7 separate regions of the Mus musculus genome follow, and all the other regions are linked to region 4. A link is a contact called in public Micro-C and promoter capture Hi-C data. All regions are on one chromosome and are shown on one strand. The core of a region is the stretch at or near the end of the contact, and the rest is flanking DNA. Distances in the headings are between cores, read along the strand shown. Region 1 overlaps Slc9b1 (solute carrier family 9, subfamily B (NHA1, cation proton antiporter 1), member 1). Region 2 holds the start of Dapp1 (dual adaptor for phosphotyrosine and 3-phosphoinositides 1). Region 3 holds the start of Metap1 (methionyl aminopeptidase 1). Region 4 holds the start of Ppp3ca (protein phosphatase 3, catalytic subunit, alpha isoform). Region 5 holds the start of Cenpe (centromere protein E). Region 6 holds the start of Mttp (microsomal triglyceride transfer protein). Region 7 holds the start of Slc9b1 (solute carrier family 9, subfamily B (NHA1, cation proton antiporter 1), member 1).

What was found. Promoter capture Hi-C pulls out the DNA fragments that hold promoters and counts their contacts. Hi-C and Micro-C count contacts between places; a contact is called where the count stands out from the background. Capture Hi-C pulls out chosen DNA fragments and counts their contacts.
Region 1: a promoter capture Hi-C map of liver shows a contact between it and region 4, with 4 times the contacts expected there. The contact joins the enhancer-like site here to the promoter of Ppp3ca in region 4. A contact is called at or near these places in 2 of 39 promoter capture datasets (liver and pre-B cells), 2 of 115 datasets of contacts at active chromatin or transcription factors (embryonic stem cells and stem cell-derived neural progenitor cells) and 1 of 9 other capture datasets (embryonic stem cells).
Region 2: a promoter capture Hi-C map of liver shows a contact between it and region 4, with 3 times the contacts expected there. The contact joins the promoter of Dapp1 here to the promoter of Ppp3ca in region 4. A contact is called at or near these places in 2 of 39 promoter capture datasets (the HPC-7 cell line and liver), 6 of 115 datasets of contacts at active chromatin or transcription factors (embryonic forebrain, embryonic stem cells, large pre-B cells and 2 more) and 1 of 9 other capture datasets (liver).
Region 3: a promoter capture Hi-C map of pre-B cells shows a contact between it and region 4. The contact joins the promoter of Metap1 here to the promoter of Ppp3ca in region 4. A contact is called at or near these places in 4 of 39 promoter capture datasets (cranial neural crest, liver, maxillary cranial neural crest and 1 more).
Region 5: a contact with region 4 is called in a Micro-C map of embryonic stem cells, with 19 times the contacts expected there. The contact joins the promoter of Cenpe here to the promoter of Ppp3ca in region 4. A contact is called at or near these places in 3 of 39 promoter capture datasets (embryonic stem cells, liver and pre-B cells) and 2 of 484 Hi-C or Micro-C datasets (CD4 T cells and embryonic stem cells).
Region 6: a contact with region 4 is called in a promoter capture Hi-C map of liver, with 3 times the contacts expected there. The contact joins the promoter of Mttp here to the promoter of Ppp3ca in region 4.
Region 7: a promoter capture Hi-C map of embryonic stem cells shows a contact between it and region 4, with 3 times the contacts expected there. The contact joins the promoter of Slc9b1 here to the promoter of Ppp3ca in region 4. A contact is called at or near these places in 1 of 39 promoter capture datasets (embryonic stem cells) and 1 of 115 datasets of contacts at active chromatin or transcription factors (pancreatic cancer cells).

Annotation. Positions count from the first base shown.
Region 1 is chr3:135,394,626-135,398,075 of GRCm38.p6, reverse strand. Slc9b1 (solute carrier family 9, subfamily B (NHA1, cation proton antiporter 1), member 1) reads right to left here. Exons shown (of 13, transcript NM_028946.4): 12 at 3,096-3,232; 13 at 249-480. The coding sequence ends at 268. Among named protein-coding and RNA genes, the nearest start is that of Cisd2, 27 kb to the left of the region's middle. Within about 2 kb of position 1,830, at least 12 of the 459 cell types and tissues checked have an H3K27ac peak or open chromatin away from gene starts, as enhancers often do. A contact at or near this core is called in liver, where this site is marked.
Region 2 is chr3:137,980,158-137,983,521 of GRCm38.p6, reverse strand. It overlaps Dapp1 (dual adaptor for phosphotyrosine and 3-phosphoinositides 1), which reads left to right and starts at 1,973. Exons shown (of 9, transcript NM_011932.3): 1 at 1,973-2,203. The coding sequence starts at 2,103. The region is part of intron 2 of Gm19708 (a long non-coding RNA gene); the gene reads right to left.
Region 3 is chr3:138,486,999-138,490,716 of GRCm38.p6, reverse strand. Metap1 (methionyl aminopeptidase 1) reads left to right here and starts at 1,335. Exons shown (of 11, transcript NM_175224.4): 1 at 1,335-1,459. The coding sequence starts at 1,346. Gm32553 (a long non-coding RNA gene) reads left to right here and starts at 2,656. Exons shown (of 2, transcript XR_001784010.2): 1 at 2,656-3,718.
Region 4 is chr3:136,668,082-136,671,624 of GRCm38.p6, reverse strand. Ppp3ca (protein phosphatase 3, catalytic subunit, alpha isoform) reads right to left here and starts at 1,559. Exons shown (of 14, transcript NM_008913.5): 1 at 724-1,559. The coding sequence starts at 781.
Region 5 is chr3:135,210,994-135,214,689 of GRCm38.p6, reverse strand. Cenpe (centromere protein E) reads right to left here and starts at 2,127. Exons shown (of 46, transcript NM_173762.4): 1 at 1,976-2,127. The coding sequence starts at 2,031.
Region 6 is chr3:138,130,017-138,133,521 of GRCm38.p6, reverse strand. Mttp (microsomal triglyceride transfer protein) reads left to right here and starts at 1,869. Exons shown (of 18, transcript NM_008642.3): 1 at 1,869-2,282. The coding sequence starts at 2,222.
Region 7 is chr3:135,346,027-135,349,486 of GRCm38.p6, reverse strand. Slc9b1 (solute carrier family 9, subfamily B (NHA1, cation proton antiporter 1), member 1) reads right to left here and starts at 1,458. Exons shown (of 13, transcript NM_028946.4): 1 at 1,365-1,458; 2 at 714-1,160. The coding sequence starts at 718.

The DNA of each region.
Region 1 (3,450 bases), core at 581-3,080, 1.3 Mb after region 4:
AAGACCACCTTGCATTTTTCTAGGGTATTTACTGACTGACTTGATTCTTGAACTATGCAGGTATTAGACTGAAGGACCACTGCAGTTGACTGCAGTTTTTATTAAAATTTACTCTGAACCAAGAACCAGAGGAAAGCCCAGTAGAGAAATTGTGTTTAGCGAATCCTGGTTTTTACAAACAATCTTTAAACTTCTGTACTGTAACTTTTTTTTTTTTGGTCAGGTGAGATAAATCATGAGACATAGCAGGTGATGATGGCAAGCTTTTTAATGATGGAAGTTCGAGAGCTCAACTTTCAAAGGGAATGTCACCTCACTCTGTTCAAGGATTTTGGGTCCCAGTATGCCGATGAGGAGGGCTCCATTTGGAGCTGTAATCAGGATGGCTAGGAAGGCCACTGTCATCACAGCCTTCGCGTATCCTTCCAAGTGGGGTGCCATGACCCTTGCTGTTTCTAGAGCCAGAGGTCCTAAGACAGCCTGCAGTTGGGGATGATACAGGGGAAAAATGTTGCTCAGAGTCAACACTTGATAAAAGTAGATGGCTGTTATAGATGCACACAATGAAACTGAGTGATAAAGTACTGGAAGGAAAAAAACCAGGGTAATTTGTATCATTTAGTCATTAATTGTGTATTCTTCCTAGCAAATCTATCTGGAAGAAATCAGAATAGGGGAGAAGCAGGCAGAAGTGTTAAATTGAAAACATTTGTTCTAACTCATATGTGGGACACATGCCTCTACTTGTGTAAAAATGTTGGCTGGTGGGATAGTTAGTGGCAGAGCACTTGCCTACCATGTGCAAGATCTTGAGTTTGAAAAAAAATTGATACATTGGTTTTTCCAGTTCTTAAAATTTGCACAGAGTACAATGTAGGCCAGATGCCAGGAAGAGGGGACAAGGAGAAGCAGAGTAAACAAGCTGCAAACTGGGGGTGGGGGTGGGGTAGGGAGAGGCTCTTCTGCACAACTGCTTGCTTCTCACTCTGCCTGCTTTAGGAAATGACGAATAATGTGCAAACCCACCATGTATCACTGGAAGTGGGTGTAACAGACAGACAGAGAGGCATTCTCTTTATAGACCTAGTGTTTCCTAGAATAAAGCAGGTTATTACTGTTTATGACTTAAAGGTAAGATAAAGTAACTATAATATTGCTCGTGGATCAGCACTATATGACAGAAATTATGCTGAGAGTTTTACAGGAATTCTTTCACCCACTCCCACCACACCACCTTTTAGTAAATATGGTCCTAGGCCCTTATATAAAATGAGCAAATCAATGAGCTGAGAGATGAAGGAGTAACCAGCTAATGACCGAGCACGCAACAGAGCATTCAACACCAAGTCTGGCCTTAATGCCTTCAGTTCTAATCCTAATCATTTTGGGTTTCACAGAAATGTACAAGCTTCAATTTTGTAACAGCAAAATGGAGAAGAAAAAAAAATCCCAGGAAAGCAAGGTCTTAAGCTGCTATGTTAACAGTTGAACAATAAGTAACAATACCGCTTTATATTAGGAAATTATTGCAGAATTGGATGACAAAACTACAGTCTTCATTAATTCAGTCATTTGTTTGTGTAGGCATGCAGACCACGGTAACCTCTGTCCTGGCAAGGGGGTTTGTTTCTCAACTTGACACAAGTTAGAGTGTTTGGGAAGAAGAACCTCAATTGAGAAAATGTCGCTATCAGATCGCCTGTGGGCAAGTCTGCACAGCATTTTCTTGATTAATGATTGATGTGGGAGGGCCCAGCCCATTGTGGGAGCTGCTACCCTTGGATCCATCCGTGGTCTTGAATGATTTATGGAAAGCAAGCCAGTAAGCAACATTGATTCTCCATGACCTTTGCTTTGGGCCCTGCCCCAAGTTCCTGTGCTGACTTCCCATGATGAGGTCTGTGACATCGAAGTCCAAGATGAAATAACCCTTTCCTCCTCGAGCTGCTTTTGGTCATAGACAGAAACCTTAACTAAGACAACTTTTTATCAGGTATGATGACAAGCAGTAGGGGAAATGAAAAAGGAAACAAGTAAAATGACCCCCAAAAACACTCTCTGTCCTTCCTGGCAGTGACAGTTATGTAACATAAAAACAAATATCTGCATGTGCTTGTGTGCTGGAGGGAGTGTCAGGATGTGCAAAGATGTACTTACGAAAACCAGTGTGTCTCCAGAGTCATAACACTTACCTCTGTAGCAGCCAGTAAAATAAAAAATCATATATTATGATATATACTTATTTTATTTTAAACTTTTTGTTTGTTTTAAGATAGGGTCTATATATGCAGCCCTGGCAGTCCTAGAACTCGCCACATAGACCAGGCTGTCCTGGAGCTTACAGTGATCTGCCTGCCTCTGCCTTCCAGGGGTGGAATAAAAGTATATGCCCCGACACCCTTGATTTATTTTATACTTTAGGGAAGTAGAAAAAGAAAGCATTTTCATAAAATTTAGAGATTGTTATTTTCTTCTCAATTTCAGAGTAATTGCTTTAAAATAAACCTTTTAAAATTTTGTATTAAGTGTGCATGTGTGTACATGTGTTACATGTGTGTACACATGTGCGTGTATAAACATGTGCATGTGTGTAAGTATATGTACATGTGTTACATGTGTGTATGTGTGTGCATGTGTATACATGTATGTGTGCATGAGTGTGTGTGAACATGTGTATAAATGTTTGCGCACATGGGGAGGCCAGATGACATCAGCCATTCTCTTCTGTCACTCTCTGCCTTATTCCTGGGAAACAAGTTTTACCGATGTGCTGGAGGCTGCCAAGCCACATTAGTCCTCGTATCACCTCTGCCCCTGCCCTTCCTTCTCCACACCCAGTGCTGAGATCACAGGCTCTGAAGCCAAGCCTTTTTTCATGTAGGTGCTGGGGACCCACATTCAGCTTCTAGACTTGCGTAGCAACACTCTTTCCCCTTGAACATTCTCTCCAGCTCGGGGCTTGAAAATGTAAGGAACCAAACATGACAAAAGTTAGGTAAATTAGAGGATAATTTGTGATTTGAGAAATATTTTTCATTTAGAACTTTAAAAACTTGTCAAAACTAAAATTATTATAATGACTTTTATGTTCCTACCTGGACTGTAGCTTTAGGGATCCATGATAAAGCAATAAATACTTTCTCCTTAAAACGGAAGTTAGCAAAAGACATCAGTACAAAAGTGGATAAAATTCGAACAGATAGTGCCAAACCCAAGGTAGCAAGGCACATGCCTATAACACATATAAACAAATGTAAAAAACAAAGCTATTTTTGCAATGAGAGAGGAATTTCTCTGAATTCTAAAATTTCTGAAAATATTTTGAGGCTGTTGCTTCATTATATCTATTTTTAATTAAAATAGTAATTATAACGAGTATAAAACAAAGATGAGGGGTGTAGGGTGTGTGTGTAGAGGTGCAGGGGTGTGCCGGGGTGTGCGTGTGCACTT
Region 2 (3,364 bases), core at 724-3,223, 1.3 Mb before region 4:
GGTGGGGAGCCTACGAGTAGCCAGCAGGAAGATGCTCTCAAAGGAGAAGGCAGTAGATGGGAAGCAAGTTAAGAGAGGCAGGCTGGGGGGTGGGGGGTGGAAAAGGGAAGAAAAAAGGAAGGAAGGAAGAAGGGAGGGAAGAAATCAGTCAATCATCTTAGGTTGTTCTAGAAAGAAAGAAAGAAAGAAAGAAAGAGAGAGAGAGAGAGAGAGAGAGAGAGAGAAGAGAGAAAGAAGAAAGAAAAAAGAAAGAATGAAAGGGAAGAGATTAAGAGAAATGGGACTCCCCCCCTCCCCCCAAATGTGCTAAAATGGGATGAAAAGGACAGTCCAGCACTGGAGAAATGTGCAGGAAGGAGCAGGGGACCTGTTGCATGGCTTGCCCAGTGATTTGGAGCCCTCCCTGCCCCCTTTCTGTTGACGTGCACTTTATCTTTTTTTTAAGTTTGGTTGGTTTGTTTGTTTGTTTATTTATTTATTTATTTATTTATTTATCTGTATAGCCCTGGCTGTCCTGGAACTCACTCTGTAAACCAGGCTGGCCTCGAACTCAGAAATCCACTTGCCTCTGACTCCCAAGTGCTGGAATTAAAGGCATGCGCCACCACTGCCCGACACTTTATATTCCTCTGTCTGAGAGAACTATAGCAGCCAGTGTGTGCCGGTTCGTTATATGTGTGTTCTCAGAGCTGCTTCTCCCCAGGACTGCCTCTAGGCACTGAGGACTTTCTCACCAGAGAAAGCCAGAGTCCCAGGAACCATTGGGAAACAGAAGAGAGGACGGTTCCTAAGGAGACATTGGCAGCCTGTGTAGAACAAGGTCTTCGTTCTATCAGTCTCTTTAGGATACCAAATGGAACAGCCCTCAGATGAACCCTAGTTCATCTTGGGATATTGGAGGGGGAACATGCAGAGAGAGAGCTCTTTATCCATCCACTGATACACATCCAGGCAGATGGAATTTCCTCTTTATGAGTCTAAACACCACTGCATCCAGGGTAGTTCAGCCTACTGGGTACACCCCGGACAGCGTAGCTCAGCCTACTGGGTACACCCCGAACAGCGTACGTAGCTCAGCCTACTGGGTACACCCCGGACAGCGTAGCTCAGCCTACTGGGTACACCCCCGGACAGCGTAGCTCAGCCTACTGGGTACACCCCCGGACAGCGTAGCTCAGCCTACTGGGTACACCCCCGGACAGCGTAGCTCAGCCTACTGGGTACACCCCCGACAGATGCTGTTCTTTAACTTTCTTCTGCCTTCTTACTCAGTCCTTTGCCTTGTTTGTTTTTTAAACAGGGACTCACATAGCCCAGGCTGGACTCAAATTCACCAAGTAGATGAGGATAGCCTTGAACTTCTGACTTTTCTGCCCCTACCTCTAGAGTGCTGGGATTACAGGATCTTATGGGGTGCGGGGATGGAACCCAGGTCTTTGGGCATGTTGGCGACAGCCTCTGCCCCCAAACCTTCTTCCATAAGAGAAACAAGTGTTCCCCTACAGAAACCTCAAGGGAATATTGGAAAGAAATCCTGAGCCAGTACCAGAAACAAAGTAGGTTAGAGCAGGACTGGTTGTTTACCTATAATTTTTTTAACCCCTTCAGAAGATGTATCTGACGTCGAAGCTTCCTCGGTGTTCCTTGTGCCGCTGTGTGAGGTGGGTGTGCGCGTGCACATAGCCCCCTCCCCGCCCCCCCCCCCAAACTACAGGCAAACCCTGGTAAGGAGAAGCTACAGTTTGGACTCCTAGAAAGAGTTTGACCTAATCGCCCCATCCTGGTTGGGCGGGTGGTCCTTCTGTTTTCTTTGGCAAAATCTAACTTGACAATACGTTGTGGTGACTGAGGTGCTCTGCTGCCAGAGGGGTTAGTTAGCACACTTCCTGACTGACAGAACACCCCTGCCTATGCCTCAGGCCCACGGTGGCAGAGGCAGTGTGGGAGGAGCAACCAAGTTTCACTTCCTTGCTAGCCAGAGACTCAGCCCCAGCCGGCTCCTGCCTTAGCGAGGAGGAGCAGCGCGTCCAGCAGCAGCCGATCCCATCTCTCTCTTCATACAGCACCTGGCGGGGAGTCAGCCATCAGAAGCAAAGGAACTTATGGGCAGAGCAGAACTTCTAGGAGGGAACATGAGTACCCAGGATCCCTCAGAGCTGTGGGGCAGAGCAGATGGAGGCACAGACCTGCTCCAGGATTTGGGGTAAGAGCGCTTTTTCGATGAGTACAACTTCCCAGTTCCTTGAAAAATCGCCGCTCTGACCAGTGTTTCCAGGATTCGAGTCTCTTCCCACTGCCACCTGATGGTCGTCTACCTGGCCAGTTTAATTGACCTGTAGGAACTTCCTTCTGGGGGCGCTGATTCATTGTAAAAGTGTAAGATATTTTTCTAAAAGTGAGAACAGTTACACTGAGAGAATGTGATAAAAAAAAAATCAACTTTTGGGCATCCTTCAGCAGCTGGGGAGTGTGCATACAATCGTCTGTTTCTTTGATACTGGGCTAGTTTATCATTAAAGTGAGGTGGAAGAACTCTGAGTGCACCTCTTGGCAGTGAACTGTGTCACTGGTTCCATAAACAGAAAGACTACACGGCTGTGAGTAAGAGGGATTTTTTTTTTTTTTCAAAAGAAAAAGAATGAGGAAGTTTGTACGACAATCATGTTTCTACGGTGCCTCCTTCTCACACAGCAATGGGAGCTCTTTCATAGCCTTTAGACACAAGATAACAACAGCCTGGCTTCAGATAGACAGGTTTAGGTTAGGTGACATCATCAGAGTTCATCAGAAGGGACCCTGATGACACAGCTCATCCGGACATTTAGTAAAGAAAAAAGGGCTACTCAGACAAGAAAGGAGGTTTCCTTGGAGACAAAGCCTTGCACCTACACGCTTGTGTTTCCCAAGAGAGAGGACTCTGGACCTGTTGTCTACCTAAGTGGCTGGAATTCCTCATCACCCAATGACATAAAGACATACTGTCACCTTGCATAGGATGGCAATAAACACGAAAGGGTTTTAAACCCCATCTTATCGGTCACATCAGTGAAATAACAAAGCTGAGACAGCTACCTGCCAGAGGCCCCATCCTCCTCTGAGAATGGGTTGAAATTTCTGTTTACACTAGAGATTGTATCATTTTATATTGTGTTACTGTAAAATTTCTCACGGCACTATGCTGGCACAGCAAGTAGAGGTGCTTGCGGCTAAGCCTGGCTAAGCCTGAGATTGAGTCCTGGGACCCACTCGGCAGACCTCCACACAGATGATATGTCAGACGGGTACACACACACACACACACACACACACACACACCATGCACACATGTAATGATAATTAATAAAAAGTCTAAAAGCAGCTCTCA
Region 3 (3,718 bases), core at 86-2,585, 1.8 Mb before region 4:
TGCTGAGTGTTGCGTTTAATTCTGAAATAACTTTTGGTTGTTAGGCTGTCAAAAACTGCTTACTATTGCCAAAAATTTTGTTACTCCATATTTAGAAGTTGAGAGCCACAGTTTAGGAAGCTGGGATTTATACAGTTAGATGTCATATACAAACATATACACATATGCAGTCACTAATTTTCTTAAATGTATACATTTTTATTAAAAGTTTACAGTGGTTGGTTATACAGGAAAAGTTATTCAAGAAAACATGAGCTTTTCTGGTGTATTAAGGTGGAAAAGATTTTTTTAAAAGTCACAGCATTCCTCTAGCAACAAACAAACAAAAAAAAAAAATAGAAAACGGCAGTTGTTGTCTACTGATTATGTGTTTGAAAGATTTAGGCTACCGGGTTGTATCTGATAAACTCTAGAGCCTTTTAATTCTCGCATTTCTTTTCTTTTCTCTTTTGGTTTGTTTTCTGAGACAGGGTTTCTATGGGTAACCCTGGCTATCCAAGAACTTACTCTGTAGACCAGGCTGGCCTCCAACTCAGAGAGATCTGCCTGCCTCTAGATCTGAGTGCTAGGTTTAAAGTTTGGCATGCGCTACCACTACCCGGCTAACCCCCCTCAATTCTTGATTGGTGGAATTCGCTCAAACTATAAAATCAGATAATATATATATATTTTAAATCATCGATATTGAACTATCTGGCAGCTACTAGCGCTATGTATTTCAATAGCGGGGTGTGGAAAGACATGAGGAAGAGCGTATTTCAGTCCCATCTCGGTCCATTGATATTTTTTTAAGAATGAGCGTAATTTTTTCTTTCTTTTTTATTTTGAGGAGAACACTGGCAGAGAGAAGCGGAACTCAGAAAAGGGAATTAGTCCCCAAGAAGCTCCCGGCGAACCAAACTGAGGAATCCACGCCCTTCCCAACCACCTGCGAGTGAATGAAACACCGAAGGCTCAAGAATTTCACGCTCGGGGTCCCAACGTCATGGGGTGTAGGATCTCCGCTGACCCCACGTGGCGTCGCCGCCACCGCAAGCCTTGGGGCGGGGCAGGGGAGGCGGCGTAAAGGCTGCCGGGCGGGTCGCCACTACGCGTGCGCGGAGAGGGCGTGGCTGTCAGGGCGGGGGGTCGGCCGAACCGGAGGGAGGGGCGGGGCAGCAGGTGAGCGCGCGCTAAGGGGCGGGGCCCTGGCCGCGCGTGCGCGGAGGGGGGCGGGGGCGCGCTGCGTAGGGGCGGGCCCTGGTCCTCCCGGTCCGGCGCCTAGGCCTGCCATCGGAGCTCCTCCCCGGCTGGGTCCCTCTCCCCGCCCTGTGGCGGTTCCTCCCTCCTCCGGCAGCCAGGCAGCATGGCGGCGGTGGAGACGCGGGTGTGCGAGACGGACGGCTGCAGCAGCGAGGCCAAGCTCCAGTGTCCCACCTGCATCAAGCTGGGCATCCAGGGCTCGTACTTCTGCTCGCAGGTAGCCGCCCACCCCGCGCCCCTCCGGTCCTCCGCCTCTGGGCCTTGTCGCCTCCCGCTCGGGCCTCCGAGCGGCCCGGGCCTCGGGAGCCGGGAGCCCGGCCGCCGGCGCTCTCGGGGGCGGAAGCTGACCTGCGGCGGGTTCGGGCCAGGCCTCCGCGGTCCCGTGGGCGGCCAGGTGTGTGCGCAGGTAGGGACGCGCGGGAGCCGGTAGCCCAAGACCTCCGCCGAGCCGGGGTCGGGTCTGGACGCCGCTGGCCGCGCTCCCGGGGCTTCTCTCCGGTGTCTCTGCAATCCCGGACGGAGACGGAAGCGACCTGCCGGGGCCTGGGGGTGGCTGCAGTCTCCCGTAGAGGAGAGCTGTTTCAGTCTCACTTCTTTTGTGTTTTACTACCGCGCTTTGACATTTAAGTAACTTTGAGTGTAGGCGTGGAGAGAGGTCGGTGTAATTCATTCTTTTCCGTTGGCATCTCAGATTATTAATTTGAGAACCGGTAAGGTAAAGAGATGAGTCACTTCTGTTACTGAAGTTCCTGGAGTAGAAAGGACAGTCCCGCAGGGGTTGTGCTTCAAGGCTCCGACGTAGTTTTTGTGCAACTGAGCAAACCTAGCACTGAGTGGGGCCCTGACAGAAGTGTGTATTTATTGAACAGTATTTGTGTCCCATCGCGTTTCTAGACTCAGAATAATGGCAAGGCAAGTAGTAGATGGTTATTAGGCTCTTAGTTACAATTTGTTGAGGAGAAGAATATAAGTACGTTGGTAATAAACTGACAGGTTCCTGGGAGAGGGGAGTTAATAGGCCAAAGACCTTGGCATGCTAGTTTTTCTGAGAGCTTGAGTAAGTGAAATTACTTAAGTTCCCCAGTTTCAGTGTTACTCTATACAGAGAGAATGAGGGTACCTTTCATTCTGTATTGTACAAGATTGTGCTGACAATGAAATTAAGGAAGACCCTGTAGCCCTATCATTTAGAGACGTTTTGTTTTTTAAAGGATTCCACTACAATTTAATGCTGGTATCTAGATAAAGTTGAAGAAGAATAATTATGTCACCAGTGGTAAGTGATACATGCCTTTAATCGCAGCACTTGGGAGTCAGGCAGGCAAATCTGTCAGTTCTAGGTCAGCCTGGTGTACAAGCAAGTTCCAGGACGGCCAGGGTTCTGGGGTGGGGGCGGGGGTGGGGTGGGGGGAAGAATAGTTATATGAAAATAGCAAAACCAACTATTTTCTAAGATAAAATAGATGGAAAGATAAAATAAGATGAAGCCAATGATTAAAAGCCTTAGCAATTGTAGTAAACCATTGCAAGAGTCCTTCACTATTGTATGATCTTGCCTTTAGAGAGTATATGACCCTTGACCTTGCTGACATCACTTTCCAAGCTTTGCACTTGGAGGAGAGAGACCTGAAAATAGCCTTGGAGCTATTAACCTGGTGCAGGGCCTCTTGTGGCTTTAATGTTTTCCAGTTTAACTTAGTGAGTTCTGTGTGGAATCTGGATTTAAAACAAAAATTTGCTATGAAAATTGTGTGCCATCTGACTAGATCAATGTATATAGTTCGTATTCAGGGGTTTCAAGTTGAGAGGCGCTAGGTGTGGTGGCATACACCTTTAATCCCGGTGCTTTGGAGGCAGAAGCTGGCAGAACTCTACTAGGCCAACCTGGTTTACCTAGTGAATTTTAAGGCCAGCCCTTGCTAAATAATGAGACTCTTATCTCAAAAAAAGAGAAAGAAAACGAACAAAAAATGGCTGGGCTGGAGAGATGGCTCAGTGGTTAAGAGCACTTTCTGCTCTTTGAGGGGACCTAAGTTCAGTTCCCAGCACCACGTGGTTCTCACAAACTTCTCAGGCACCAGGCACATAGCGCACAGGCACACTTGAAGGCAGAGCATCCATACACATAAAATAGAAATGAAATCTTAAAAACCATTGGGTGGCATGCATGGGTTAATGTGTACTGACACTAGCTCCCAAATTGATTATCCAGTACCAAGAGGTCAGCTCAGAAATCACATACACATTAGGATCCTTATATGGACTGAGAAGGTCATATTTATATGTTTACAAACACACACACACACACACACACACAAACACATACACACACACACACAATTACAAAGTTATAGAGGCCATGAAATTAAGAGCAAGGAGGTTTATGGGAAGGGTTGGAGGGAGGAAAGAGAAGTGGGGAAGACAGCATAGTTACAAATTATGGAATATATAAATGCTTAAAAGCATACTGTCCATC
Region 4 (3,543 bases), core at 310-2,809:
TCGCTCCAGGCCTGCGGGGAAATCCCGGGGCGGCAGCGGGGGCTCCGGTCGTCCCCCGCCTGGAGCTGCCCCCACGCGGCCCCGGTCCCCCCGCCCCCGCGGCGCGCGGCAGCCGGAGCTGGGCTCCCCCCACGCTCTCCCGCTCTCTCGCGAGTCCTGTGCAGGCCCTTCCCGCGGAGGGGGAGGGGGCGCCCAGGGAACTGCTGCAATGGAGCGCCTGGAGCAATGTGCCGGGGCGAGCCAGTCCGCGGCAAGCCATGGCCACATTAAAATGCCCTATTAATTTTTTAAAAGCCATAAATCACCTCCCCTCCCTCTACAAAGAGCAAACCATAAACCCGATCCCATGCAAGCCCGCGAGCAGCCACCCACTTCCTATTTCTGTCACAGCAGCTACACCCTGCCAGCAGTCACCCCCCCCCCCGGGCGCCCCCTCCCGCCACCGCCACCCCCGCCACCGCCTCCCAGCCACTCAGCCATTTGCCAACTGCTGCCCCCCGTCCACGAAAACAAACAAATAAATACATAAATAAAAATAAATGCCCCGATTAGGGCCGGGTGGGCGGTGTGGGGGCAGGGCGCGGCGAAGGAAGGGATCGCCTCTTGCAGGAGATCCTAGAAGGTCCCCGGCGCTAGCCGGAGAGGGACGACCGGGGCGGGGGAGGGGAGGACAGTCGCCTGCGGCACTCGGTGCACCCCGGGCCGACGCGGCGCTGCGCTTACCTTTCACCACCCTGTCGGTCGTCGACAACTTGGGATCAATCGCCTTGGGCTCGGACATCTCCAGCCACCGGGAGGGGGGGACAGCGACGCGCTGCTCGTCCCGTCCGACTGCACACCCCGACCGCACCGGCGGGCCAGACACTCAGCGCCGCCGCCGCCGCGCTGCAAACCGCTCGGCTGGAGCTCTGGGCTCTGGGCTGGCTCGAAAGTTACTGCCGGCTCCGCGCGTCCCTCCTCCGCCGCCGCCGCCTTCACTCCTCCTCCGCCGCCGCCAGCCCCGCCGCCTCGCTCCGGGCTGCGCGTGTGTGCTGGTTATTTATTTATTTTCTGAGCACGCCTCCCGGTTCTTCTTTTATTCTTGGGGACGGGGCGGGGGATGGGGAGGAGAAGCACACGCGAGCACCCACCCCGGCACCGACACCGGGCGCCGCGCAATGGAGCCCCCACGCGCGCACACGGTCGGGATTAAGACCGATCACATGGGGAGGGCCGGGGGCGAGGGAGGAGAGGCAGGGCCGCGGATGTCAGCGCCGCCAGCCGCGCCTCGGCTTCCCGGTGCTGGAGAGGCGGCTGCCGCTGCGGCCGCCGCTGCTTCCCCACGCCGATTGTCGCCGGGCGCCGCCGGGGCCGCGGCAGCCGTAGACGTCCCGCCGCCGCGCTCGTCCGCGATCCTCCTCTGCCTCGCGGCGCCGCTGCTTCTCCACGCACAGGCAACAGCCGCTGAGCTCGGTGGACACAGTCCGGGGCACAACCTCGCCTCCGCCGCCGCGCCGGCCGCCGCCACCACCGCGCCCGCCTCCGCCTCCTCCCCTTCCTCCTCACCGCCCCCGCCTCCAGCGCCCTGGCCACCTCCTCCTCGGGGTCCGCCTTAGGGCCCGCCCCACGTTGCACCTCGCAAGCTCATTGGCTGGAGAGCGCGTCCCTCATCGCTAAGGCGGTGGTCTGGGTGACCGCCCCGCCCCCTGCTCTGTTTTCTTCAGGGTGCCAGTCAGTCCCGTGGGCCTGCTGCCTCCACCGCCCTGTGACCGCTCAAGTGTCACTGGAGTGGGCAGGGAGGAGGGAGGCTGGACTGGGAGTAGGGGCCGGGAGGAGCTGGGCTGCTGCGTGCCCCCGCGCCTGCCCACTCCCGAAGTCCTGCACACACTCCCGGGTGGGTCTCGGCCGCTCCGAGTGTGTGAGTGGCCCGCAGTAGTGAGTTCGGAGACCGAGGAAGGAGGAGCGCCGGACGCTCCCGGCCGCGGCGCAGCTGCTGTCGCTGCCGCAGCTGTCCAGGGAGGATCGCCAAGGAAGGCGACGAGTAAACAGCTTACCTTGGGGAGGCAGCTCTGCCTGAGCTAGGTGGACGGGGATTACTGATGGTGGGGTGGTTAGGACGCGTGCACAACTTCACGGGAAGAAACGAAAGTGTGTTTGGGGCGCTGCGGGACGCGGTGGCTGGCTGGCTAGCTATCCAAGGTGGATGGGAACAGACTGGAGCCTATGCGACCCTGGCTGTGCTCAGTGACCCTGGATGCCCTAGGAGATAAGAGGAGTCAGAAAGACTCGGGAGAGGTCGCCTTTTCCCTGTTCACAGGAGCTAGCAGTCACTGGTGGCGATAGGTGACACTAAATTTCTTCCTGTTCCTTCCAGTCAGTCACTCAGTGATCAAGATGCATGTAGGGCCTTGGCTTGTTGCAGTTTCTCACAAGTCCCTCATAAGAAGGAAAATAAGGGACCGTGTATGAAATGCTCTTCAAAATATCTTCTGCCTCCTGAGTTCCAGGACAGCTAGAGCTATACCGAGAAACCCTGCCTCGAAAAAACAAACAAACAAACAAACAAAATATCTTCTGGGCACAGCCCTCCCCCTGGCCTACCACAACCCCAAGGACCAGCAAGGAAATTATGAAGAGAGCTGAATAAATTTCTCACCCTTGTCCTTCCTGTTTTATTTTCAAATTCCTTCAGTATCAGGGTTTTCGTATTTCCTGAATTGGACTGTAAGCTTAATAAAGGGCCTACAAAAAGGTGTGGGAAGCTGCTGGAGGCACACTCCATTAGTCCCAGCATCTGGGAGGCAGAGGCAGGAGGAGCTCTGTAAGTTCCAGGCCAGTCTGGTCTACAGACTGAGTCCCAGGACAGCCAGGACTGTCTTGGGAGGGGGCGGGGGGGGGAGTTTAGGAAGCTAGGAGATGGAGCCAGGAGAACTGATCTGGCCACAGGGATTAGATGAAACTCAAGTCCAAAAAAATACAAATTTAATAGCAAATTGGTGGCTCTGGGGCATGACAACTAGGTAGCCTCAAGGATTTTAGGACAGAGGATGTGAGAAGGCTAGCCTGCCAGTCAAAAGGAGAGATGGAGTGGATGGTCACATCCCATCCGCAAAGGGAGGCTGCCCTCGTGGCCAGATTTCTGCTGCTAAATTTGCCACCTCTAGGGTCCTTGCTTTCAATAAGATCTATATAGCCCAGTGGAATTTTCAGGGAACATGAAATTATCTACAAGAGGACTCTGTAATCTCCTCAGTTAGGGGTTGTTGCAAACAGCCTCCTGGGCTAGAGCAGAGCTAGTTGCCAAGGCAGATTTGGGAAGCTGGTCCCTGGCCAGATGGCTGGAAGAGAGGGAAGGACGCCAAGACCTGTGGGTGAGCAGGGCCTGCTTCAGGAAAGACCAGGAAACCTTATCTGGGGATCCTCACTTTGAAAGCCAAGACTCCCTCACCCCCACGCTGCTCACAGATGCAACTGTTATTTAGAGTAGCTCTCCCCTGGGCATAGGAAAGGCATCCTTGAGCTAGGATCAGGGGCTGAAATTATCAAACACATTGAAAAGTTTGA
Region 5 (3,696 bases), core at 878-3,377, 1.5 Mb after region 4:
TTTTTTTTTTTTTTTGGGTTTGGTTTGGTCTGGTTTGATTTATTTCTTAAAGATTATAATTCTTTTTTTCTGCAAACTGCCAGCTCTGAGAGAGTAGGGTGCAGTTTAGTGGCCACCACCTCCTCTGACATCTCACCTGCCCAGAAAAATGCAGAAGACCTAGGGTGCCTACCAAGCCCAGTGCCTTCCCCCTTTTTTTGAAATGTCAACTTCACAGCTGACTGAGCCTTGCAGAGGTGCAGAGTCATGACATCACCAGACAGTCCACATGCAGAGAGGGCTGGCAGTGTTCTGAGTGTGGCACAAAGACTGGAAAACTGAGAGCTACTGAGCTGGGGAAAGATCTTGTATTACCGGAGAACCTTGCAATACAAAGTTTCAAAAATCTGGGTAGTGGTGGCACACACTTTTAATTCCAGCACTAGGGAGGCAGAGGCAGGTGGATCTCTATGAATTGGAGGCTAGCCTGGTCTATGGAACTGAGTTCCTGGATAGCCAGGGCTACACAGTGAAACCCCATCTCAAAACACCTCCACCACCCAACCAAAACCGACCAACCGCCCCCCCCCCCAACCAAATAAACAAACAAAAATTAAAAAAAAAAACCCAAACCTCTTGCAAAATGAAGATTTAAGTAATATAATTTTATGTTTAACTATATTCATAACTATCTTTGTCTGCATAGGCTCTACTTCCTCTCTGAAATCTTTAAAAAAAACAAAAAAACTTCTGGAATCTTCCGGAATACTTGACATGCCCTAAATCCCCTGAACTATGTCACTAATCTCTTTCTGTTCTTTACTTTGAGACATTGTCTCACCTTGTTGGCCTGGAACTCACTAGGTAGCCCAGGCTGGTCTACAACTAAGATACACCTCCCTCTGTCTTCTGAGTGCTGGGGTTAAAGGCCTGTGCCACCATGACAGACACCACTAATCTCTTCAGTGCCACCTTCCTCTAAATTCCTATTCGTACCAAACACCACATCAGTCAAGCAATCTGGAAGTTGAATCTCTGTGATCTATCCATCAATGAACCACCTATTCTGTAGTGTTAGCGTTTTCCTGACACCAGGTACCCCATGTCTCTGAAGGCCCAGTGGCTCTTTCAACATTCTGCACAGTTTTGTTTTGTTTTTCTTTTTTTTTTCTGTGTATCGTTAACGGCTTATGTCTATAGATATACTGTTTTAGTTTGCTTTGTGCTGCTGTGATAAAATATCATGACCAAAAGCAACTTGGAGTGGAAAAGGTTTATATCAAAAGCAACTTGGAACGGAGAAGGTTTATATCAGCCTACACTTCCAGCCCCAGGGAAAGTCAGGGCAGGGTCGCAAGCAGGAGTGGAGGCAGAATTCATGAAGCACATTGTTTATTGTCTTGCTCTCTCTGGGTTTTGCCTACGTAGCTGTCTTACACAGCCTTGAGTTCCATGAGTAAGAATGGAACCACCCAGACTGGCCTAAGCACTGCCCATATCAACCAGGAACTAAGATTCCACCACAAGGACATGCCCACTGGCCAACTTCATCCAGGTAGTCCTCCAATGGAGACTCCCTTAGATATAGCTGGCTGTCAAGTCAACAGCTAATGCTAACTAGGAGCCAGCTTTTTCCCAAATTAGGGAAGGAACTTAAATGCAAGAAATAATCAATTTTGAGAATCTCGCCTATCGACCACCCGTTTAATACCAATTTCTCAAGCTTTAGCATCTCTAGCTGAAGGCCAGAAGCCAGCAAACCCAGTAGACTTCATCAACCCCCTCTTGTCTTTTCTTTCTGGCATTCCCGACCTTTTCCCACTACTGAACATTCACTGTCTCCGTCCATCAGGCGAGGACGGCAGTGTCCCCTGAGCAGAACTACGCGCAGTCGGACCGTGTTTTCGGGGAAACGGAGTCCTGCACCCGGGTGTCGGTGTGACTCGGGGCAGCGCGGGCTGGGACGCAGGTCCCCACGCCGCCCCAGGCCGCCTACCTGCTGTTGAGGGGTCGCACACGAACACAGACAGCCACTGAAGCCTCCTCGGCCATCCTGTCCGCTGCAGACTAAGGGAAACGAAGGAGAGCAACGGCGCCGACCGAGCTCCCGGGCCGCCCCGCCTTTAAGTTTAAAATGTCCTCAAGGTTGCAGCGGATTGGGTGGCGCAGCGTCATGACGTCACGGGACAGTCCAAGTGCTGCGGCGAGTGGGGGTTGCGGGGGGAAAGGCGGGGCGAGTCCATGGATGGGGAAGGCGGGGGAGACTCAGAGATCCCGGAACTGAGAGCCTCAGAACTCAGCTGGAGAGAAGTTTTGTGTTAGAGTCACGCCTGCAGAACAAAAGAATTATAATCTTAAAAAACAAACAAACAAGAACTCCAGACTAGACCAAACCAAAAAAAGCTTTCGTTTTGTTTTAAAGCCTCCAATGGGAACTCACTGCCCAGCCAGGAAAGGAAGATTTTCTTTTCTTTTGGAACTGCTTTGAGGCGTTGTTGTTTCTTTTCTTTAACTTTCATTTCTCTGGACGGTGAGTGTAAGAGCCTCATGTAAGGGAGAGAATCATTGACACCTGGGAAAATGTTGTGGGGACATGACAGTGCTGCACACTAGAGCATGGATTACCCGAGAAATCCCCAGTACTAGGCATGGAACACTTCTTTTCATGTTGGTTAGAGTAATCCAAGAGGCTCCCAAAATAATAAAGCTACGCCTTAGGGACGAGGCTTCTAGCTCAGAAACAGCTGGAATTTTCTAATTCCCGACAAGTCTGAAGTATGTGGTGTCTCCAGGCAACAATGACTTAACCTTCAGCCTCAGGGAGGCAACCAAGGACAATTTGGGGATGTCAGTTCTCTCCTACCACTAGGTTCTAGGGATTCAACTTTAGCTTGGCAGCCAGTGACTTTACTCACTGAGCTATCTTCCCTGCCCTGTTTTAACTTTTTTTTTTTTTTTTAAAGTGGGCAAATATATATTTAGCTGTAGGGAACAAACTTATGAAGGGGAAGAAATGTTATGTCATTAAAGGCTCAGAGGCAAGGAAGGGATTTTTTAGAGCAAGAGTATTATTTTCACAGCTGTGATTTTGTCACACTGTCTTTGCTAACATTATATAGCAGGCAGTATTTATTAAAGATTGACTGTATTCCACTATATGATCTATGCTGTTCATCAAGAGATAATTATTAGAAGGAAAAAGAGAGGGACTGAGAGGGTAGCAGAAGAGGTGAATTTGACAAAAGGACGTAATATTCAGGTATGAAAATGTCATAACAAAATGAAACGTCTTGTACAATTAATATACACTAATGAGAAAGAGATGGTGCTTGATGGTTCAAGGCCAATGGGGGCAGTTTAATCAGTCTCACAATAACTGAAAAGGGGGCCGGAGCTGGGGAATCCTGCATCATTCTGTTCAATTCCTAACAGTACAGAAAAAGAGATATTCATTGTGAAACTGTTTTATGTTGTGCTTTTTTTTTTCAAACCCAGATACCAATTGTTTGATTTTACCAAAGAAGCCTAGGGAGCCAGATGCTGGGTATAAAAGCCTGCTAGCTCAGAGAGTCAGAGGAAGCACCCCGCTGACCCTCCTCCTCAGCTGATGTTCCAAAAGGAAGCTCTCCTTCTCAAAAACCCCTCAATTTCCCTTCTATTTCCTGTGCGTCTCTCTATCCGTCCTCCTGACTTCCTCTTATTTTCCATTAATAGTCC
Region 6 (3,505 bases), core at 620-3,119, 1.5 Mb before region 4:
GGGTAAGACACAAAATAGTTCTTTATTGTAATAAATATGTGTGTAAGCCTCGGTGACCATGAGGGCTTTCTTTGTCCACCTATGTAGCATTGTGGGAATCTGTGAAAGTGAAAGCAATGATAGACATTGGGGGAACATGTGTTTAATCCCAGAACTTGGGAGATGAGGCAGGAGGATCACTGTGAGTGAAAGCCATCCTGTTTTGCACCGCGACTTCCAGGTTAGCCAGTGCCATCTCAAAAAATAAACTATAGTAACAACAACAGCAACTAAACCAAAAGCAAGGGACAGGCATTTTCACATTACATTGTATGTGCATTGTATATGGCCACCCGGTATCCACAAAATCATTTCTGTAAAGGTTTGGGTTTTTGGAAGTTTGTTTGTTTGCTTGTTTGTTTGTTTTGTGAGCACGCCCTTTCCTGTCTGGCCCCAGGAAAACTGGTAATAGCAAATGAAGTTCTGCTCTCAAGAGGAGGTTAAGGTAATTTTCACCTTTCAATTTTGCATAGGAAAACACACTTCAAAGGACATTTTTTTTTAACTTTTACTTTTTATTTTGTAGCTCTATTGCTTGCTATCTTTAATCTAAATTGTCTAAAAGACTTAAACTCAAGGTTAGGGGAGTGGCAGATTTTCAGGGGAACCAGGATTGCTTTAAGAATTCATTTTATATGTAAAACAAACATGGCCATAAATATTCTCATAGACCAATATCCCAATAACCCTCACTTCCAAACTTCCTTTTTCTTCTACCCAATCGACTTGACTCCCCCACCCCCCTTAGAAGTGTTTATGTTTCTATCAGGACTTCCAGGGACAAATGTTAGCTGGGTCACTTAGTGTGGCCAGAGCTATACATATGAGGGCATTCTCTTGAAAGACGTATCCTAGATAACATACTGTTGCAAAAGTGGTGAGAACTGGGACTTGTCCTCTGAATCTCTTCTTAGAAATGTAACTCAGGCTGGGCAGTGGTGGCACCCTCCTTTAATCCCAGCACTTGGGAGGCAGAGGCAAGAGGATTTCTGAGTTCGAAGCCAGCTTGGTTTACAGAGTGAGTTCCAGGACAGCCAGGGCTACACAGAGAAACCCTGTCTCGAAAAACCAAAACCAAAAAGAAAGAAAAAAAGAAAGAAAGAAAGAAAGAAAGAAAGGAAGGAAGGAAGGAAGGAAGGAAGGAAGGAAGGGGAAAGAAAGAGAGAAAGAAAGAGAGAAAGAAAGAGAGAAAGAGAGAACTGTAACTCAGAAGGAACAACGGGACTCTGGCTTCCCATTCTAGGAACCTGGGTATGTGGGAAACAGGCATCACTTGTCTTTACAGAGGGCCACTCTAGTATCCTCAGTTGGCCTACTGACACACTAATGCTGTCAAATGCTGACTGCCCCAACCCTGACTTTTCTCTCCCATATAAGGACGACGATCTGTACTTCAGGGATAAAAGGCCTAATCATAGCATTATCCTTATCAATGGTGGTATGACTTAGGATAAATTCTGCAATTGGAAGTCATCTTTGTAATGGTTGGTGATAGTATAAAAATTCAAAAATAATCATAGAAGATGTATTCTGGTTCAGTAGGGTTCAACGAGGTTGGGATTTATTGAACCTCACGTTTCCTTACAAATTATAGGATTCTCCAGGTTTGCTGATGATTGTGTACTTGAGCAGAAAAGTATCACAACTAGGTTTTTTTGTTGTAGTTTGTTTTGTTTTGTTGGCATGACTTCTTAGTACTTCGTCTTTTCTGCATATGTAAGACTGTTCACTGGTTTAGTTTGGAATACAAGATAAAAACTCCCTTGATTTTCCTTCTGGGATGAAACATTTTCTTTTCTTTTTTTTTTTTTTTTTTTTTGAGACAGGGTTTCTCTGTGTAGCCCTGGCTGTCCTGAAACTCACTTTGTAGACCAGGCTGGCCTCACACTCAGAAATCCACCTGCCTCTGCCTCCCAAGTGCTGTGATTAAAGGCGTGCGCCACCACTGCCCTACTGAAACAAATTTCTTAAAAGCGAGAGACTACAAACTATAGCCCACCTGCGTTTAATCATTAATAGTGAGCCCTTCCATGAACTTAGGTCCTGATTTTGGAGTTTGGAATCTGACCTTTCCCCTATAGATAAACACTGTTGTCGCCGGTTCTGAAGAGGGTCACTTCCTTGCTGGCTGCCACCACTGCTCAGTGAGTCCCGGGGACTGGATGTGGCAGAGGGAGCCAGCATGATCCTCTTGGCAGTGCTTTTTCTCTGCTTCTTCTCCTCCTACTCTGCTTCCGTTAAAGGTAAGTTTACGTTGCCTTTCCCTAATCTCTCTCTCTCTCTCTCTCTCTCTCTCTCTGTGTGTGTGTGTGTGTGTGTGTTGAAAGAGTTCCTAACTATACAATTTTTGAAAATATATAAGATTGGAATATCTGGGGGAGGAAGTGACAAGGTGGAAAGGAAGACAGAATTTAATTTCCTGCTCTCTTTTACCAAAGTAGAGATTCCTTTCTCATTTCAGCCCTGCCACCCCCCACCCTCCACCCCAGAGCAGTGTGTCTCTAGCTTCAGTTTCTCACTCTTGGAGAGAGTTATGAGCTAATGTTACCTGCTGATAGACACACAGAAGGCAGCTCCTTCATTTGAATTGTAAAATAACCCAGTCTGGTTGCTTAGCACTGGAAGGACAAGAAGAATCAGACCCAATAAAAGGAAGGCATTTGATGACCAAAGAATTAGGAATGAACTGGTAAAGCCTGTATGGACTCCCATTGCTTTTGAAAGGAAGTAGCATAACCTGAGTCAGGGAGTGAAGGAAAATAAAGCTGCGATGTAATATGGATGTAAGAAAGAAGACGTCCTTTAAAAATAGCGATCCTAGTTAACAATTTTTGTTTTAAGGCAAACGTTACTTTAAAATATGAATTAATGACATCAGGAAAATCCTAGAGGAAAGTGATTTCACAAGGAGTGGTTTGAAAGTGTTGTATGGAATGCTGTGCTGTTGTGAAACCTTCTATAGATCCAGCAGCTTGTAAACTCTATAGATCCAGCAGCTTGTAAACTCTATAGATCCAGCAGCTTATAAAGTCTTTGGGTTTTGCATTGTAACCTTGTATAAAGATGTCACTTTTTTATAGTTTATAAAAAGTTATACTGTTAAGACCAATCGCTCTAAAGGCAATCTGTCATGGTAGGATCAACTTCTAGTACTGTGTCCTCTGAGTGATGGACATAAAATAACCACACGCACACTTTAAATCTGTTTGGGACCAATGTGACTTTTGATCATAAAGCAAACTTTGTCTCAATATTTCTCTCTCTCTCTCTCTTTCTCTCTTCCTCTCTCTCTCTCCCCCTCCACCGTGTGTGTGTGTGTGTGTGTGTGTGTGTGTGTGTGTGTGTGTGTGTGAAATTTCTACATGAAAAGGGACTGTTACTACAAGATATTGAGGGCTACAATTCAATTGTTTACCTGAGCAAATGGGGTCTTAAACTAGAGGGAATATTTTCAGTACTTTTAAAA
Region 7 (3,460 bases), core at 209-2,708, 1.3 Mb after region 4:
ATACACACACACACACACACACACACACACACATACATACATACATACACATACATGGGCACACTTATATTAATTAAATGTAGTTTGAGGTAGATAGAGGATATGATGGTGTATAAATTTTCCCCTGATTACTAGGATTGAATCAATTTTTGAATTGCAGGTCCTCATCCTTACACTGAAAATGTTACATGCTCACTGAGGCATCTCTCCAGCTGCTACCTTTTTTGGAGCCAGGGCCTCTCATTGAGGGGCTCACCCACTGGTTAGAATGGCTGGCCACCTGCCTTTATCCTGGCAGTGCTAGGATTATAGACACAGCCCATGATGCCTGGCATATGTAGGTGACAGGGTTCCAAATTCAGTTTCTTTTGTTTGTACAACAGATGTTGTTTGTACAACATCTTCCTAGCTTCTGTATGTACCTCTTACAGGCATGGTAACAATGAAAATGGAAAATGAATTTCCCACATGCAATAGTAAGGTTTTTTGTTTTGTTTTGGGGTCCTTTTTCGGTACTGTTGCACAATGACAGGTGGCCTTCCTAGGTGCTAAGTGCATATCTCCATCAACCAATCTGATCTTTCACAGGGTATGAGGTACTATATGAAAAAGTATTCATGTCACCAGGCTCTGTTTCTAACTATTAAACATACAACAACAGAAGGACAATTATTTAGCATTCTTTTTGCTGGTATTAAAATTTCTTAACCTACCTCATCTTTCAGGAGTTTGTCTGCAGTCTTAAGATATCTTACGTTTCAGCAGGGAACTTTAAAACCTAAAGGTGACAAGCTTTTATGGCATCTTAATAGGGAAGAATTCCAAGAAGAGCGCCACCACAGAGCACGGTCAGGACTCAGGAGAGCGCAGTGTCTGACACACTGTGTGTGCAATTACAGCCCTTAATCCTTAAAAAGCATTGGTGTTGAGTGCTTGTCCGCTGCGATAAAGCCAAGAGGAATCCTGGTCAGGGGTGTGGGGGAAGGAATGAGAGCCTTCCGAAAATCAGAGACCAATCCTGGAACACATCTGCAATTACAGGTGCACGTGAAGGTTCACCTCTCCGGATTCACGATTTGTACAAATACCATCTGCCCAGTGGGTTAATTTTGCTGTCAGTCGTGATGGAAAGATCTCTTCTTTCTTATTTGCAAGAACTGCTGAGAGAAGGAAACAACAGAGGCTTGCATTGAGGGAGGAAAGAAACCAGGAAGAGATGGAAGAGGGCTTCCAGTACGATGGAGCCATGTGAGAGCGCTCCCTTAAAGGGAAGGGAGGAGGCCTTCCTTGGCTAAGGACAGGGAGGTGACAGCAGGAAGGTACCCAAGGGCCTGGAGCAGAAGAATGGAGAAAACTGGGCGTACCTACACTTCCTTTAGCAACTCTCACCCGCTCAGGGACCAGCAACCGTCGTCGCGTGCAGGAGGTCAGGAGAGCCAAGGACCCAACCTCCAGGACGGAAACTGGGCTGGGATTTACCGGAAGCAGAAGGGCGGGGCGGGGCGGTGCTCTTAATGGACTTCCTGTCTAAGAACTTTTTTTTTTTTTCTTTCTTTTCATAGTAAACGTGGCAGGGTCTCTCAAATGCTTAATCACATGGATTTTATGTTAATATTTTAGTCCTACTTCAAGGCCAATGTCTTTTCATTTTGTTTTGTTTTTAAAACAGGTTTCACAAGCAGCCTGCTTCAGTCTCCCAAGGCCTGGGATTATAGGTGGCTTCACCATATTAGGATTATTGGCTTCAAACATAACTCTTGATCAAGTGGTTATAACGATCACTGTTTTCATTTATTTATCTTTCTAGTTAGTCGAATTACATAGGAATTCTTAGGCAGTGCCAACAACTCCCCTCTGTCAATACCCAACACACGTCCCTGAAGAGCAGGTAGAGTGTTATTTACAAACACGAATTGATAGTTAAAACGAAACATTTGAGAGCATCATGTAATTGTGATTGTCCTAAACATGACAGTCAAGACTTAACATGCTATACAATATATGCTGTATGTGGGAATTTATATAGTTTTTTTTTAAACTAACAAAACCTATTTCCCATAATCGTGGATGGCAAGGTGTGTATTTGAATTCAGAAAGGCACTGTAAAGAGAAAATGATGTAAAATGAAATGTTAATCCTGTAGAAAGACAAACAAACACTTAGATTGAAGGAAACATCTAAAGTCTTTACTTGAAACAATGTTTACTATGTCTACTGTTCATCCTCATTGGGGTCTGGAACTACATTATTACATTTCTAGTGTGAAGGCAGACTTGCAAACAAAAAAAATTTTTTAAAGATTTATTCATTATATCTAAGTACACTGTAGCTCTCTTCAGACAGCACCAGAAGAGGGTGTCAGATCTCATTATGGATGGTTGTAAGCCACCATGTGGTTGCTGGGATTTTAACTCAGGACCTTTGGAAGAGCAGTCAGTGCTCTTAACCGCTGAGCCATCTCTCCAATCTGCAAACAAAGATTTTAAAGTGCAAAAATAATCATTGAAGGGCCGTAAGATAAGCCATTAGATTCTGTCCTTTCTCATAGAGACTCCACTCAGGGCCCTTAATCTCCTGGTTTGCAAACTCTCAGAAGAGACTTATAAATTAAAACTTGAAATGAGAGTATAATGATAAAGGCCAAGCAGGAGCCCCATGAGGGACAGGTGACATAGAGAAATAGAAAAAAAAAAAACTAATCTCAGAGCAGAAAGTCCTGGGATGAGTAGTGTTCACAGGGGATATTGTAGCCTTGGCCTGACAAATACCTCCCTCCTCATTCTTTCTGGAACCCACACGTCTCTACCCATGTGGTCCATATGAGGCTGTGTCCCTTCCCCGTGCTCTGACCATGCTTCAGAGATAAGGACAGCTCAGGCAGTGGGGCCAGCGTCTTCCCTTTGTCACAGAGAAAATGTTACACAGGAATGTTAACTCCTACCTAGTGAGTAGAAATCACTGTGAAAGGGTTCTTAAGTCTGGACCAAAAGTAAAAAATAAAAATTTGTGACTCCCAGGAAAAAAATCTAAAGGAGAATTAAGTGGCACAGAGCACAGCACGACCTCACTATGAGAAGAAAATGATCCAACTGCAATTTGATAACCACGTCATTGGCATATCTGGATGTAAATATTTTCCTGCAAGCTAGGCCAATAGAGCCCCCTGTTTAAAAACAGAAAAGCTTTCCTTCTCAGCACCAAGTGAGTGCTTAGTAATTGCCCCATAAAGACCCTCACACCTGAACTGGACCTGAAAGATCTTCTGTGCAATAACAGATGTTTGGGGAAATGATTCTGCATCCTTCAGATTACGAAAAAAAGGACATAGCACAAATTCATGGTTTTCATTAAAAGAAATGCTATACTAATAAATTATTATTCAAGAAGATAGGCTCAGATATTCACAAAACTAATTGAAGTGCATGATTTCTCAACAGAGGCAGTGAAATGCTTTAGTTAT